Regions from separate parts of the Bombyx mori genome. Here region 1 is linked to region 2. The links are chromatin contacts, called in public Hi-C maps. All regions are on one chromosome and are shown on one strand. The core of a region is the stretch at or near the end of the contact, and the rest is flanking DNA. Distances in the headings are between cores, read along the strand shown. Region 1 holds the start of LOC101736520 (A-kinase anchor protein 1, mitochondrial). Region 2 holds the start of LOC101737447 (pre-rRNA 2'-O-ribose RNA methyltransferase FTSJ3).

Region 1 (4,890 bases), core at 763-3,262, 240 kb after region 2:
GAGATTAAAATAAGGAGAAAATTTATCTACATTATTTTACTTCTCAGTTTAAAGTTTAGATAGAATTATCTGTTCATTTTATAGTCTATTTATGCCCACAGAAGTGCACTGCTGGACATAGGCCTTTCCCAAGGCTTGCCACAACAACCCGTCTTGCGCTGTCTGCATCCAGCGGATTCCCACAACCTTCAATAGGTCGTAGGTCAACCTTATGATCACCCACGCTACGACTGCCGGCACGCGATCGCCGCTCTATCGCTCTCTCCATTGCTCTTTCGGTGCCCTTGAGTCTTTAAATAAGGTCGTTGTGGTTGTGAGCGACCATGTCTCACTGCCATAACTCATGGCAACAGTCAAAGACTTTATTTTCTTTGTCTTGAGACACTGCGACGTTCAGGATGAGAATATTCTACGTAGCTCTATAATTTAAATGCACCTTTTTTGTTTTTAGTGATGGCTTGCTTTCTATGGGCTATGATATGATAACTACTGAACACCAGGTGGGGCATGAGCTCTTTCACTAATGCATCAAAAACGAGTTTTATTTTACCTAGTTTTTTATTGCCTTGTAGACAGATGAGTCGTCTTGGCCTAAAGGATAAGACGTCCGGTGCATTGCGATACAACGGTGTTCGAATCCCGCAGCCGTAGGCGGGTACAAATTTTTCTAATTAAATACGTGCATAACAAATGTTCACGATTGACTTCCATGGTGAAGGAATAACATCGTGTAATATAAATGAAACCCGCAAAATTATAATTTGCATAATTACTGGTGGTAGGACCTCTTGTGAGTCCGCACGAGCAGGTACCACTACCACCACGCCTATTTCTGCCGTTTCAGTTTCAAGGGTGGGGCAGCCGTTGTAACTATACCAAGACCTTAGAATTCATATCTCAATATGGGTGGCGGCATTTACGTTGTAGATATCTATGGGCTCCAGTAACCACTTAATACCAGGTGGGCTGTGAGCTCGTCCACCCATAGAAGCAATAAAAAAGAAGCATGCGGCCCCTTAGGTGAGCCGTCACGGTCGCTCACGGACGTCAGCTATGCCAGGAACACAGCTAAGCCGCTACCTACCGCAAGAGAATTACATTTATGAAGCTAAGTCTTTGAACTACACTTTTATTAGTAGGCTACCTAGGCCATTATTGATGCAATTGTTTCCGGAATTAAGTGTGCTGCTGAGCTGCTTACATGACAATACAAAAAATAGTGTTTTTTTTATATATTTTTATTGCCCTTGTAGGCAGACGAGCATACGGCCCACCTGATGGTGAGTGGTTACCGTCACCCATGGACTTCAGCAATGCCAGGGGCCAAGCCGCTGCCTACCGCTTAATACTCTCCACAAGCCTCGTAAAATTGTACAATTGATTAGTTATTTTTAGGAGCATATGTAACACAATAAAATACAATCGATTCTGAATGCTTAATGTAATCCTGATAGGAGTTTGAGAGCCTTTTGCGCTATATTTTTCATTAAGTTCATCATTTTGAAGTTTTTTTTTCAATTACCTAATACAAGTATTACAAGTACATTTGTTTGATAAATATAGTGTGCTAAGGGTTTCTTTAAGTACCTATATGTGAACTTATAAATTGTTTTCGGTAGTACCTATGTTATCATTTTAGATTCGAAAACGGTCTTCTTACTTCCCATAGTGGAATCACACCAATTGAAAAATATTATAAATTATTTTTAACACATCCCCTTTGATTAGATATTTTTTGTAGCTAAACCACTTCTTTTAATCTAGTACAGTCTTGTCATTTTACCGGTAAACTTGGGCTCAATGCTAAATGGTTAAATGGTAAAAATCACTACCTATTATTTTATTTTAGGCCGAAAGAAATATAAAATTAACAAAATAAAATAATTCAAAGATCTTTTCTCGCCGTGCTCCATCAAAAAGTTCCATTTGAGACGTACAAGTCGAGATGTACAAGATGGAGAATAGAGAAACGAGTTTTGCCAAAGATAATATAAACAGATTCACTGTCCACTACGCTAATCTATGAATACGCTTGACGTTGTAATGTTGCCAACCTGCATTGCGCCATGTTGAATTTTGTTGTGCTTCGAAAACATTGTGAGCACGTGGATTGTTGGAAAAAATAAAGTGAAATTCAGTCGTAAAACTATTTAATTGCAAAATTTCAAATTGATAAAATACACTCCTACTTTGAAATAAAGAAATATTTTTCTCTTGATTTACCAAGTAAGTACATAAAATAATTAGCCGGCAGCGTGATCTAAATTTTGATAATGGAGAGTTCTAGTCGCATGCTCTAATTTTATTGTTGAAATAACTTCTGAAGTAAGATATTATAGTTAAAATCTAAATTGATTATTGTTAACTATGATTTATATCTGTCAATATACTGACGTATATATAATTGCGTAACCTTTCATTTTTGAATCCACATTTGCCTACGTGTTGCTTGTAAAGATTTCAACAACGTTCGTGACCCTCGGTAAAAAACTTAAGTTTAATGTTGCGTGCAGTACTCTACCTCGTGGTTTGTTCATAGTCATTACCAATCTGAGATATTTTTATGTCTCGATCTATTTATACGCGGATTGTTAGTGTATTGTAGTTTATTTGTTTTGAGGTTCCGGGTGCCATGCTGGTATAAGATTAATTTACCTTCAATAAAATAAAAAAACTCACTATCTTCGTTAATGTAATGTTTATATTCCTATCGATTAAATCCGCATGTGTTAAAATACTGTAAATAAACACGCGGATAGCTGTAACCTATTTACATTTGCCAAAAACCAACCTAGATTCGTCAACAGAGATAAGATTTCCACGTGAATATTATAGTACTAATCAGAGAATGGAGTATTTACAAGTAAGTATGTTGTCTGTGTATCAAAATTATCAAAATTACCCAGTTAAAGACTTAACATGTTTCAAGAGATCATATGATAAAACAGTAACAAAAGATTTTAATCATATTACGAGTGCTTATTCTATTCTTTGGTTGTTCTTGGTTTTAGAGATCACCTACTTTGCAGTGCAATGATTAATAAAAAATCCTCAGTTGAGTATTATTCTTTGGACAAATTTTAATTGAAAAATGAGTAAATGGCTTGTAGCTCAGTTTCTGTTAAATTCAATATTTATGAATCTTATAATTGTGCTTCAGCCTGGACTTGTGAAGTATATAACTAGCCCTTGAATGTGACTAAGATGAAGTTAACAATGTTTTTTTTTGTAATGTTTTATGTCTACTAAGATAAGACCTTTTTGTATTACATAAATAATAATTAAAAATCGAAGTACAATAAACATTTGAACAACTATACTGCACAAAGTTTTGGTTTAAATTATGAATTCTATCTCAATGTGTACTATATGTAAGTACACAAAGTACACATTGTATATGTAAGTGCTAAGTATTCCAAATTTGACAATGTGAATAATATTTAATTGAAACATCATTTTTATCGAAAATCAAAGATATTAATTTCTTGCAGTAGCACATGATTGTAATTTTGCAGTGTGGTGGAAAAGATTAGGTAACTCATCGGACAATTGGCTTAGATCAAAGTGATAAATTCACAATCTTGAGAATATTATTTAAAAATAAGGGATGTTCTCTCCCCACCACGAAACCAATGGTTGTAGAATAGCCGTTTCTCTAAACACTGGTGATTTTGACCTTATACTTGAAGTTGGTGGTAATCTCGGTTGTGAAGTTAAAAGCTTACCATTATCTTCTGAATTCCTAAACTCATAAGAAAAATACCATGCAATTAATTACAATTACCATTATTCAATAGGAGCCAAAGCCCCAAGACTTTTGTGCAACATGGTCTGATTGATAAAAGCGAAACCAAAATGAACATTTCTTTTTCTCTTTCAAGTGAAGATATAGTTTTTTTGTTATAGATTGTCATTAAAAGTGGCTCATTACAATGGCACCTTGTCGTCAACTACTCATGTGGTCAGTACCATCCATAGCAGTCTTATTGGGTATTTTTTGGTTCAAGAAAAAAAGGGAATATGCAAAGTCTGACCCAGGTGGAAGAGAACGGCTAAAGAGTTTGAAAGAGGAACTTGCTGAGGTTTTGAACGCACAAGCTGAGGCAAATCGAGGCTCGCCTATAAGCAAATTAGAGCACTCTATCATTAAATCATCTCCTATTGATATCATACCTAACGGCACAAATTCACAGCGATCATCCCCTTTGGAACTCACTGACGAAGAAATTGATCTGGAGATAGAAAAAATAATCAGAATAAAATCCATTGGAAAAGAGAAGAGAATGTCAGCTGGCTTTGACAAACAAAATTTGATTGTGAGCTCATGTACTACAGAACCCTCCTTCGTAGTTAAGGAGTTGCAGAATAATTTGTGTTCACATGTTCAGCTCCAACAATCTTCACCTAAAAACTCAGAAATGCACATAATAGACAGTAATCATAGCTTTAGTAGTAATGTAAATTCTAATAAGGATCTGCTTGATTCAGAAGCAGAATGTTATAAAAAAAATAGTACAAACAATGGGACTGAGACCTTTGTGTCTGAAGGTGATACAATAGAAAATACCTCTGAAGGTACAGAAGGATTACAACCACTTGATGTTGTTGATGAACCCTGCAATACAGGTGACAACAATGATAGGTTTTCCACTTCACAAAGAAGACTCCTTTCGGAGAGGGACTCTGCTAATCATAGTCCTGTTGATCCTTTATTAGCTAGTCCCTCAATGTGCAATTTTTCAGATAATCACAGTGAGGTAAGATTCAAATTGGTGAATTCATTTACTTATATACATATTCATTTTAAGTATACTAATTAAGTTTATTTTTCAGGGTTCAAGTGACAGTGGTAAAGGCTGTTCTGAGGCTGCTAGCCCTCCTCCTGCCAGT
Region 2 (5,394 bases), core at 321-2,820:
TTTGGATACAAATATACCGATTTTAGCTGGCAGCTCTACCGATTTAGCTCTATGTCGTTCGAGATCACTGCGGTCGACAGGAGAATGAAGTTAGCCCCTCAAAAAATTTTTTTTTTCCTATTTTATACTTATTTTCTATTAATTCGTTTGTTCATCATTTGTTCATGATTGTTCACTGTTAATAATTTTTTGTTCTGCATTTATTTATTTAAAAAAAATATTTAAAAATATTTTTTTTTTTTTTTTTTTTTTTTTTATTGCTTAGATGGGTGGACGAGCTCACAGCCCACCTGATGTTAAGTGGTTACTGGAGCCCATAGACATCCACAACGTAAATGCGCCACCCACCTTGAGATACAAGTTCTAAGGTCTCAAGTATAGTAACGACGGCTGCCCCACCCTTCAAACCGAAACGCATTACTGCTTCACGGCAGAAATAGGCAGGGTGGTGGTACCCACCCGCGCGGACTCACAAGAGGTCCTACCACCAGTAGATATAAGAATATACCTACAAGTTAGCCCCTCTAATGCAATTTTTAATATTTTTTCATCCTTAATGACTCATAAATATTCATTTTCGATTGTTCTTATATAAAACACGTTTGTTCTCTTTCGAAATTACTCGTTTTTTGTTTAATTTACTATTTTTATTAGTTGAATAAATGTGTGCAAAATATGTGTACTGCGCATGCGTCAACTATAATGCCTAAACTTTCTACGCGGTTTTAATCGTGAAAAAAAAAAAACAAATATAAATCCTAAAGGAGCAATGAAATAATGTGCATTGGCGTTAAGTTAGACCAAATACATTTTTTCCATCCTCTTACCTATCGTATTAAAATGTTATTTTACTAATGTTAGGAATATAATTTCGACTGTGTAAAAAAGTTATTATAATGTATACCTATATTATCTCTTGAAAGATAAATAATGAACATATTTACTTATTTGTTTATATTACCTATGTGAACTCCCTATCTTTTTTATACCTTCATAACGATAAGTAGGAGGATGGAAAAAATTTATTTGGTCTAACTTAACGCCAATGCACATTATTTCATTTATTTATTTTTTAATTTTTTTAATTAAATTGTATACCAATTAATTGCTCCTTCAGGATTTATATTTGTTTTTTTTTTCACGATTAAAACCGCGTAGAAAGTTTAGGCATTATAGTTGACACATGCGCAGTACACATATTTTGCATACATTTATTCAACTAATAAAAATAGTAAATTAAACAAAAAACGAGTAATTTCGAAAGAGAACAAACGTGTTTTATATAAGAACAATCGAAAATGAATATTTACGAGTCATTAAGGATGAAAAAATATTAAAAATTGCATTAGAGGGGCTAACTTGTAGGTATATTTTTAAATATTTTTTTTAAATAAATAAATGCAGAACAAAAAATTATTAACAGTGAACAATCATGAACAAATGATGAACAAACGAATTAATAGAAAATAAGTATAAAATAGGAAAAAAAATTTTTTTTGAGGGGCTAACTTCATTCACCTGCGGTCGACCATCTATAAATATTTTTTGGTATGCTCTCTACGCTACTTTTTTTTTTATTTTTTTTTATTGCCTTTGTAGGCAGACGGGCATACGGCCCACCTGATGGTGAGTGGTTACCGTCGCCCATGGACTTCAGCAATGCAAGGGGCAGAGCCAAGTCGCTGCCTACCGCTTAATACTCTCCACAAGCCTCGTTTGAAGAAGGACATGTCATAGCGCTCGGGAAACACCGTGGAGGGGAGCTCATTCCATAGCCGGATGGTACGTGGCAAAAAAGATCTCTGGAAACGCACTGTGGATGACCGCAGCGGCTCCAGGTAGTATGGATGAACTCTACTCCGGTGGCGGGCGGTGCGATGGTAAAAACGAGATGCTGGTATCATCTCAAACAATTCCTCAGAGCACTCCCCATGGAACATACGGTATAAAATACAGAGGGAACCGAAGTCCCTCCGCAGACCCAGCTACTTGCATTATTACAATTAGTTGAACAATCCATAAAATTTTCTTCAGGTACATCAAATGTAAAAAAAGCCGATTTTAACTTAATGACTTGAATGATTGTATGTTCGTGCAGCACATAATTGAAAAAAAAAACTCTATGGTATGAAACACGAGAAAATAAACATAACCTCACTTGTACACACACTCGTAATGTGCATATTGCATTCAATTTTGTCATGTAATTGATTATAATCAATTGTTTTTAGAAATAACCCCAGAAGTCATATGCTTAAAAAAGTAACATACTACAATGGGAAAGAAAACAAAAGTAGGAAAACAACGGAAAGATAAATACTACCAACTAGCTAAAGAAACAGGTACATCATTTTTAATTTGCATCATTTATAACATCTAATTACTTTGATAATTCATCTGATTAAACCGAAATACTTTTAATATGTACATCTACTGATTAGTTCAGATATAGGGCGGCGATGTAGGTGTATATATATTTATTAGAACGTATATTTATATCGAAAAATGTATACTTCTTTCAGGATATAGATCAAGAGCTGCATTCAAATTAATACAATTGAACAGGAAATTTGGATTTTTGCAGAAATCACGAGTATGTATCGATTTATGTGCTGCACCTGGTGGGTGGATGCAGGTGGCCCACCAAAATATGCCAGTCTCGAGCATAGTAATAGGAGTCGATTTGTTTCCAATAAAACCAGTTCCAGGTTGTATAGGTCTGACTGAAGATATCACTACAGAAAAATGTAAGGCAGCAATCAAAAAAGAAATAAAAACATGGAAAGCTGATGTGGTACTTAATGACGGTGCACCCAATGTCGGTCTTAATTGGATCCATGATGCCTATCAACAAGCTTGTCTAACGTTGAGTGCTTTAAAACTTGCAACGAACTTCCTCAGAGAAGGTGGTTGGTTTGTGACTAAAGTATTCAGATCGAAAGACTATCATGCACTTTTATGGGTTCTGAAACAATTCTTCAAAAAAGTACATGCTACAAAGCCCCAAGCTTCTCGTAATGAGTCTTCTGAAATTTTCGTTGTATGTCAGGGCTATATTGCACCAGATACAATTGATCCTAAATTTCTCGACCCCAAACATGTCTTTGAAGATCTTGATATAGTTAAAAAACAGCATATAAATATATTACATCCTGAGAAACAAAAAAAAGCAAAAGCAGAAGGATATAAAGAAAATGATTATACCACACATCATAAAGTAAAACTGTCTGATTTTTTGGGAAAAGATGATCCAGTAGATCTACTTCATGGTTGCTCTGAGGTAAAATGAAAATTTGATTATTGCCATTTAATTGTTTTACTATGTTTTTTTAAATAATTACATAACTACTTTCAATAATGTTGCAGATTGTTTTCGATGATAAGGAAATAGAAACTCATCCAAAGACAACACCAGAAATAAAGGAATGTTGTAAGGATATTAAGGTGCTTGGACGAAAAGACTTAAAATCACTGCTGTCATGGTTCAAGCAAATGAAAGAATATAAATCGTCTAAGGTTAGAATTTTATAGGATATAATCACAAATTAAATTTTTGCTTACAGAGGCTTATTATACTTATTACATGGGGATACCTCTCAGACATTTGTATTTTGGTGGGTAAAAAACTCTGTCACGAGGATTTGATTATGAATAAGAAACTGTTTTTCATTTGCATCTTAAATTAGTACATCATTGAATGTACACTCAAATCAAGTAATATGTCTATGGTGTATAGTAAAGGAGCAGCTCTTTGCAAATCAATGTCCTCAAGTCCCCTGTAGTTTTATTTTGTCTGTAGGTGGAGAGATTTTATTAACACTATCCCTGCTCATCTAGGAAGTTAGCTTTGGGAGTGAACTCAAAGAGGGATGCTTGTTATTGGGAATATTTGTAGGTTCTAATTATGTTTGTAGTTTGTAGTATTTTATCAAGTATATACATACTATACTATACAAAGTTTGTAAAATGTAGTTAAGGTGTACCTTCTAAATGAATACAGTAAGAAGCAACTTGCCTGTTCCCAAGGTATGGTTATATGCTTATGGTATTCTGTCTACAAAAGCAGTTAACATCTACGAACAACTTCCAAAGTATTGAGTAATACAAATGTAGCTTGTTGAATATATACTATGACAATAAACAAATGTCCCAAAGTGGATGTGGCCGTATACATTGTGGTGTTTGATAAACTACTTTAACCACTTAACACTAGGTAATTTAAGAGCTAGCAATAGAGTATTGAAAGCACTAAAGATTAAAAACTAAAACTTATTTTAGGAGAAAAAAGATGATGAGCCCCAAACCAATGATGAAAACGAAGAACATGAAACAAATGAGGATGCTGATACTGAAGAAGGTGATGTGGACACACAAATTGCAGAACTGCAGGTACTAGATTGGGACTGTTTATACTATACTATGTATGATCTGTGACTTTTGCTAAGGAATCTTTTGTTGATTTAAAAAGTAAATTAATACCACATTAAAATAAAAGACAAAAGCATTTTCCATTGTCACTTATTATTATGAACAGGGGTAAAATAATAGTCCAAATTTAATAAAATATTCCAGGATGAAGAGAAGCGACAATTGAAACGTAAAAGGAAGCAGTTGAATAAACAGAGACAAAAACTAGCTGAAAAAATGAATCTTAAGATGGTATTGAAAGGAGATGATGGTCCTATTTTGGAAAGTAATGATATGTTTCAACTCTCTGATATCAAGAATGCAGAGGTATGTTTTTTTAACTACTTACTATAACTACATGTTAAATTCAGAACCAATTTGGTGCATCTCATCAAGTGTATAAGTTATTAAGTGTTAACATTTAACAAAAAAATTGTAGTAATGTAAATTAAATGTCTCACTAACAAACAAGTATCTATAGTAAGACCCTGCTTAATGCAGGGTGTAAGTTCCATCAAAGTTTAGTGTAATACAAAACTGTTAAACGAGACTATCTCATCATAGAAATAATGGGGTTAGGGGAAAATTGTACAGAATTGGTCAGGTATTTAACCGTTAAAATTATTAATTATTTTATTAAATAATATTATATTATTCATTAATAATATTTGTATAACAGTAAAACAAACATTTATTTCTTACTATAATAGAAATATAATAAATGAGTATAATATACATATACTGGTGGTAGGATCTCTTGTGAGTCCGCATGGGTAGATTTTTTTTTTTTTTTTTCTTAGATCCGTGGACTAGCTCACAGCCCACCTGGTGTTAAGTTACTGGAGCCCATAGACATCTACAACGTAAATGCGCCACCCACCGCGAGATACAGTTCTAAGGTCTCAAGTATAGTTACAACGGCTACCCCACCCTTCGAACCGAAACGCATTGCTGCTTCACGGCGAAAATAGGCGGGGTGGTGGTACC

What was found. Hi-C and Micro-C count contacts between places; a contact is called where the count stands out from the background.
Region 1: a Hi-C map of posterior silk gland shows a contact between it and region 2, with 1.8 times the contacts expected there. The contact joins the promoter of LOC101736520 here to the promoter of LOC101737447 in region 2. A contact is called at or near these places in 2 of 7 Hi-C or Micro-C datasets (posterior silk gland and whole pupa).

What each region holds. Positions count from the first base shown.
Region 1 is chr10:7,997,569-8,002,458 of ASM3026992v2, forward strand. It overlaps LOC101736520 (A-kinase anchor protein 1, mitochondrial), which reads left to right and starts at 2,013. Exons shown (of 8, transcript XM_004924763.5): 1 at 2,013-2,226; 2 at 3,907-4,757; 3 at 4,834-4,890. The coding sequence starts at 3,933.
Region 2 is chr10:7,756,694-7,762,087 of ASM3026992v2, forward strand. It overlaps LOC101737447 (pre-rRNA 2'-O-ribose RNA methyltransferase FTSJ3), which reads left to right and starts at 1,571. Exons shown (of 10, transcript XM_004927547.5): 1 at 1,571-2,342; 2 at 2,523-3,280; 3 at 3,367-3,516; 4 at 4,279-4,389; 5 at 4,573-4,734. The coding sequence starts at 2,276.